Linked DNA regions of Pan troglodytes: region 2 is linked to region 1. A link is a contact called in public HiChIP or PLAC-seq data. All regions are on one chromosome and are shown on one strand. The core of a region is the stretch at or near the end of the contact, and the rest is flanking DNA. Distances in the headings are between cores, read along the strand shown. Region 1 holds the start of DCAF15 (DDB1 and CUL4 associated factor 15). Region 2 holds the start of MISP3 (MISP family member 3).

Evidence for each region. HiChIP or PLAC-seq counts read pairs in DNA pulled down with a chosen protein or histone mark.
Region 2: an H3K4me3 HiChIP or PLAC-seq map of stem cell-derived excitatory neurons shows a contact between it and region 1, with 2.6 times the contacts expected there. The contact joins the promoter of MISP3 here to the promoter of DCAF15 in region 1. A contact is called at or near these places in 1 of 7 Hi-C or Micro-C datasets (stem cell-derived neural progenitor cells) and 1 of 1 datasets of contacts at active chromatin or transcription factors (stem cell-derived excitatory neurons).

Annotation. Positions count from the first base shown.
Region 1 is chr20:16,644,806-16,647,519 of NHGRI_mPanTro3-v2.0_pri, reverse strand. It overlaps DCAF15 (DDB1 and CUL4 associated factor 15), which reads right to left and starts at 1,341. Exons shown (of 13, transcript XM_016935277.4): 1 at 1,161-1,341. The coding sequence starts at 1,292.
Region 2 is chr20:16,766,221-16,768,920 of NHGRI_mPanTro3-v2.0_pri, reverse strand. MISP3 (MISP family member 3) reads right to left here and starts at 1,272. Exons shown (of 2, transcript XM_063800580.1): 1 at 1-1,272. It overlaps LOC455775 (elongation factor 1-delta), which reads right to left and starts at 2,375. Exons shown (of 1, transcript XM_009434877.5): 1 at 1,299-2,375. The coding sequence starts at 2,276. The coding sequence ends at 1,431.

The DNA.
Region 1 (2,714 bases), core at 92-2,591:
CCTTCCAACGGAATCCAAGGGAATCCCTCATCCCCAAAACTTCACCGCGGAAGGATCTGCGGGGACTGACAGGCAGAAGCCAGGCACAGGGATATCCGAACAGCCTCAGTCTTGCTACCCAGGCTGACTGGGGAGACACAACTCTGCCTTCAAGACATTCCAATCTGATGGGAAGAGTCCTGTCTGGGAAGCTCCCTGTCTGATGGGAGACAGCCCTGTCCACATGGAGGTCTCAGTCTGACGGAGGAAACAGCCCGGCCAGCCAGGCCCAGGCCGACAGGGGAGACACAGTCCCTGCCCAAGGAGCTTCCAAGCTAAGGGCGGAACCACAGCCAAGCCCAGGGAGCTCCCAGGCTAAGGGCGGAGACTGTCCCAGCCCAGGGAGCTCCCAGTCAAAAGGGGGAGACACAGCACTGCCCTTACAAAGCTACCAGCCTCACGGAGAAGGCGCAGTCCCTGTCCACAGAGACACAGCCTTGCCCCAGTTACTGCCCACCTGCAAGAGATCCACATTTCTGCCCTCCAGAGCTCCCAAACTGATGGGGGAGAGAGACATCATCCCCCAGCTCTGGGAGTTTCCAGTCTGATGGAGGAGACAGAGCCTGCTTAGGTAACTCTCACTCTGCGGGGGAAGACTCAGCCCTATCCAGGGAGCTCCCACACTTTCAATGGGGAGGCCCACCCAGGTACTGGAACTCCCAGCTCATGTGTGGTCGGGGCTCGGGCAGGGAGAGGAACATCAGGCGGAGGAAGCCCAAAGCCAGCGGCAGGGGCTCTGCAAAGGGGGCGGGAAGGTTCCATTATGAAGCAACCATGGGAGCAGAGCTTTGAAAAGCCTGGATCGCCCCCTTCCTCCTGATTCTCCCTGCGGCCTCTGGGGTCGCCTCCCTCCGAGCCCCCTCCCTGGGGCCCCGCCCCCAACCCCCTCCATCCCAGCCCCTTTGCCGGTCACCCGACACAACCACCTGCATCCAGGCCCCCGACTGAGCCCCCTCCATCCAAGCCATCTCCCCCGGGCCCCGCCCAGGCCCTGCATCCGAGCCCCCTCCCCTGGGGCCCCGCCCCCAACCCCTCACCCCGCGAACGCCCTCCTCCCTCCGCCTCCCTCGTCCCTACTCCCCACCCTCCGGCGCGCTCCCCACTCCGGCTCCAGGCCTCACCTTGACCCGCTCCAGCTGCTTGAGGACGTGCTCCCGCCGCCGCCCTGCTGCCCGCTTCCCTCCGGCTCCCCCGGGGCCGCCGCCGCCGCTCCCAGCCCCGCTGTTCCGCTCCGATTTCGAGCTGGGCGCCATTTTCACCCCCTCCCTCCACTTCCGGAGCAACCGGCCCCTTCGCCCCACCCCTGCAGCCTCCTCATTGGTCCTTTTTCGGGACAGCGGCCCGCCGGTTGGGCGAAAGCCCGCACTCGCGCTATGTCTGTCCATCAAAGCCATCTCGACTCTTGATTGGTAGCGACAGTAACAGCCCCCGCGGCCGGTTGCCGTATTCCCGCCCCGCCTTAAGGACGTACCACTCGGAGGTCCCGTTTGTTCGCCCAGCCCAGATAACTTTGATCTGATAGGTGAATATCTCTGTCTGTCTCAACGGCGTCACGCCCCCCGTGGCTGGCGGGTTTCCATGGAGACCACAGGCGGTCCAGGCCCTTGGGCGGGGCGACGGGAGCCTGTGGTCCACCAAGGCTCGAGAATCCTCAGCTCCGGGCCGCCCGCGCCCGGTCCAGGTGGGCAAAGGCCTGACGAGCATACTTGGGCGGCAGAGCCAGGCCGAGGAAAGAGATTTACAAAAAAGGAAAAAACGATGGGATTCGATGAAAGCTTGTTTCCGATGGGCGGGTTGGTGGGATGATGGTGGTGATAATGATAGCATCAATCATGGATCGCTCCACATGTGACACGGTTCTGAGCTTAAACAGTTCGATGTGGCAGGGCCCTGTTGTGCCAATTATGCAGATCATGGCAATAAAAATAATTGTTGAAGGTCCGCTCCGTGCATCATATTCATATACATTACCTCATTTATTTTATTTTTTTAGACAGAGTCTCACTTTGTCACCCAGGCTGGAGTGCAGTGGCGTGATCACGGTTCACTGCAGCCTCGACCCCGGGCTCAGATGATCCTCTCACCTCAGCCTCTCATGTAGCTAGGACTACAGGCGTGCGCCACCACGCCCGCCTAATTTTTTGTATTTTTAGTAGAGACGAGGTTTCACTATGTTGGCCAGGCTGGTTGCGAACTCCTGACCTCAGGTGATCCGCCCGCCTAGGCCTCCCAAAGTGCTGGAATTACGGGCATAAGCCACCGCGCCCGGCCTAATTTTTTGTATTTTTTGTAGGGACGGAGTTTCACCAAGTTGTCCAGGCTGGTCTCCAACACCTGGGCTCAAGTGATCCTCCCACCTCTGCTTCCCAAAGTGTTGGGAGGACAGGTGTGAGCCCCCACCCCTGGCCAGCCCATTCAATCCTCTGAACAATCTAGAAGATAGGTTTTTTTAATTATCTTCATTAAAAAAATTTTTTTTGTAGAGATGGGGTCTCACTATGTTGCCCAGGCTGCTCGAAAACTCCTGACCTCAAGGGATCATCCCATCTTGGCCTCCCAAAGTGCTGGGATTACAGGCATAAACCACTGTGCCCAGCTGATTTCAAGGGTTTTAGGAGTTATGTACTAGAAAACCTAAGACCAAAATATGGTTTTTAAAAATATATTACAACACA
Region 2 (2,700 bases), core at 23-2,522, 120 kb before region 1:
CCGCCCTGGCCCCGCCCTCGGGACAAGGGGCGCCTCGGTTGGGCACTCAGTTTCATCAGCTAGCGCGCCCAGTCACCTCAGGGCACGGGACTTCTTGGAAGAGGGCTTCCTTAGACCCGGCCCCGCTCTCTGGGGGGCCATTCTGGGTGCTGGGTTCTACTGAGCGCACCCTGGCACTTTTTCAGAGCCATGTCCCCGTCATCGTCCGGGAGACTGGGCCCAGCAGCGCGTCGGACTGGGGTTCTGAACCACTAGCCGCTTGGTGAGGTGTCCCCCGAAGCCGTCTTTTCGGGACCCGGGCAGCCCCGCTTGGTCGTGCCAGCCGGCAGGCAGCGACTCCTCAGGCCTCTGGGCCCTCCCTCCGATCCAGCCTTGCAGCGCACAGCTCCGGCCCGAGGGGGCGCCAGGAGCCGCCTTACTGGCCGCTGGGGTCTCCCTACCAATGCTTGGGCTCAGCGAGGTTCCCAGCCGCGCACCACTGCCCCCACGCCAAGCCGAGAAGCGGCTTCCCTTCTCCTCCCGGAAAAATCCGGGAGGTGTCCGCTGCCAAGGGCACTCCCGGATTGAGGGAGGAGGGAGAGACGGACACAGTGCGCCGTGGGCGCAGCTTAGCGGTTGCAGTTGAAAGGCGGTCACCTTGGGCCCGGGCGCCTGGGGAGGCCCAGACAGGAAACAGGAGGCGTCCAGGGTAGGGGGAAAGAGCAGCTGGGGCCGGATCATGCGGTTCAAGGGCAGGATCGATGCCCTTGCGCGGGCCACCCTCCCCTAGGGACGTTTTCCACTTTCCCCCTAATGGAAGCAGACTCTTCCCAGAACCTGCCCCCAACCCCACCATTCTGGGGTGCCCAGAAGGAAAAATACAGTTACCGGCCGGGCACGGAGGCTCATGCCCGTGATGCCAGCACTTTGGGAGGCCGAGGCGGGAGGATCACCTGAGGTCAGGAGTTCGAAACCAGCCTGGCCAGCATGGCCAAACCCCGTCTCTACTAAAAATACAAAAAAAAAAAATTAGCCAGGCCTGGTGGTGGGCGCCTGTAATCCCAGCTATTCGGGAAGCTGAGGTGGGAGAATCACTTGAACCTGGGAGGTGGAGGTTACAGTGAGCCAAGATCACGCCACTGCACTCTAGCCTAGGCAGCAAGAGCAAAACTCTGTCTCAAAATAAATAAATAAATAAATAAGCTGTATACTTCTGGGAAAAAGTTTTCTTTATAGCACCTTCCCCACTGCATCATCTCCTGGTCCTTCCTCCAGCCATGCCAACTGGGCTGGGTTCTTGGCCCCCTTTCACGGGAACATTTTTTTCTTTTTCTTTTTCTTTTCTTTCTTTCTTTTTTCTTTTTCTTTTTTTTTTTTTTTTTTTTTTGCCGGTCTCAGTCTTTAATCGTGGCAGGGCCTTACGCACGCGCGCACATACACACACTCAGGCTTCAGATCTTGTTGAAAGCTGCGATATCGACACTCTGCACGTGCTCCTCAAATTTAGTGATCTCCTCCTCCAGCAAGTCTGTCCCCACCTTGTCGTCCTCCACCACACACTGAATCTGTAGCTTCCGGATACCGTAGCCCACGGGCACCAGCTTGGAGGTCCCCCAGACCAGCCCGTCCAGCTCGATAGAGCGCACACAGGCCTCCAGCTGGGCCATGTCCGTCTCATCGTCCCAAAGCTTGACATCCAGCAGGATGGAGGACTTGGCCACTAGTGCAGGCTTCTTGGCCTTCTTCTCCGCGTACTGCCGTAGCCACTCCTCCCGCAGCTGTGCCGCCTCCTTGTCCTCCTCCTCATTGTCGCTGCCAAACAGGTCAATGTCATCATCCTCGTCATCCTCTGCTGGTGTGGCTGGCTTCTTGGCCGGGGACTCCACTTGGCGCATGGGAGACACGTGCTGGGTCTGCGGGGCCGTGGCCCGGTGGCCAGGCGAGCTCTTCTCCAGCACGTTCAGCTGGGCCTCCAGCTTGGAGATGGCCTGCTGCAGCTCCTGTACCACGCCACGCAGGCTCTGGTTCTCCACTTCCAGACTGGCGATCCGGACAACGAGCTCGCTGTGGTCTCCGCTGGGGCCACTGGAGGCCCCGGGGCCTGAGCTTCCAGCCAGGGATTTCTGGATGTTCTCTCTGGCTCTCACAATGTCATGGAGGATCACGCTGGCACCGTTCTCCTGGCGGGAGGCACCTGCCACAGGCCCGTTCATCTGCTGGTAGAATCTCCTTTCTGCGTCGTCATATTTGAACTTGTCAAACCAGATCTTCTCATGTGCTAGGAAGTTTGTAGCCATTTTTCTGACGCCAGCCAAGGACGCGGCGACCAAGGAGGAGGAATCGGCGGACGCGGGAAGATTGATGAAAGGGCTCTTTTTCTTTTTTGAGACGAAGTCTCACTCGGTTGCCCAGGCTGGAGTGCAGTGGTGTGATCTTGGCTCACTGCAACCTCCGCCTCCCGGGTTCAAGCGATTCTCCTGCTTCAGCCTCTGGAGTAGCTGATATTACAGGCGTGTGCCACCACGCCCAGCTAATTTTTTTGTAGTTTTAGTAGAGACAGGGTTTCACCATGTTGGCCAGGCTGGTCTCGAACTCCTGACCTCATGATCTGCCCGCCTCAGCCTCCCAAAGTGCTGGGATTACAGGTATGAGCCACCGCACCCGGCTTCTGGGAGCTTTTTCTGACAAGAGCACCTATGATGTCCGTTTGGCAGATTCAAT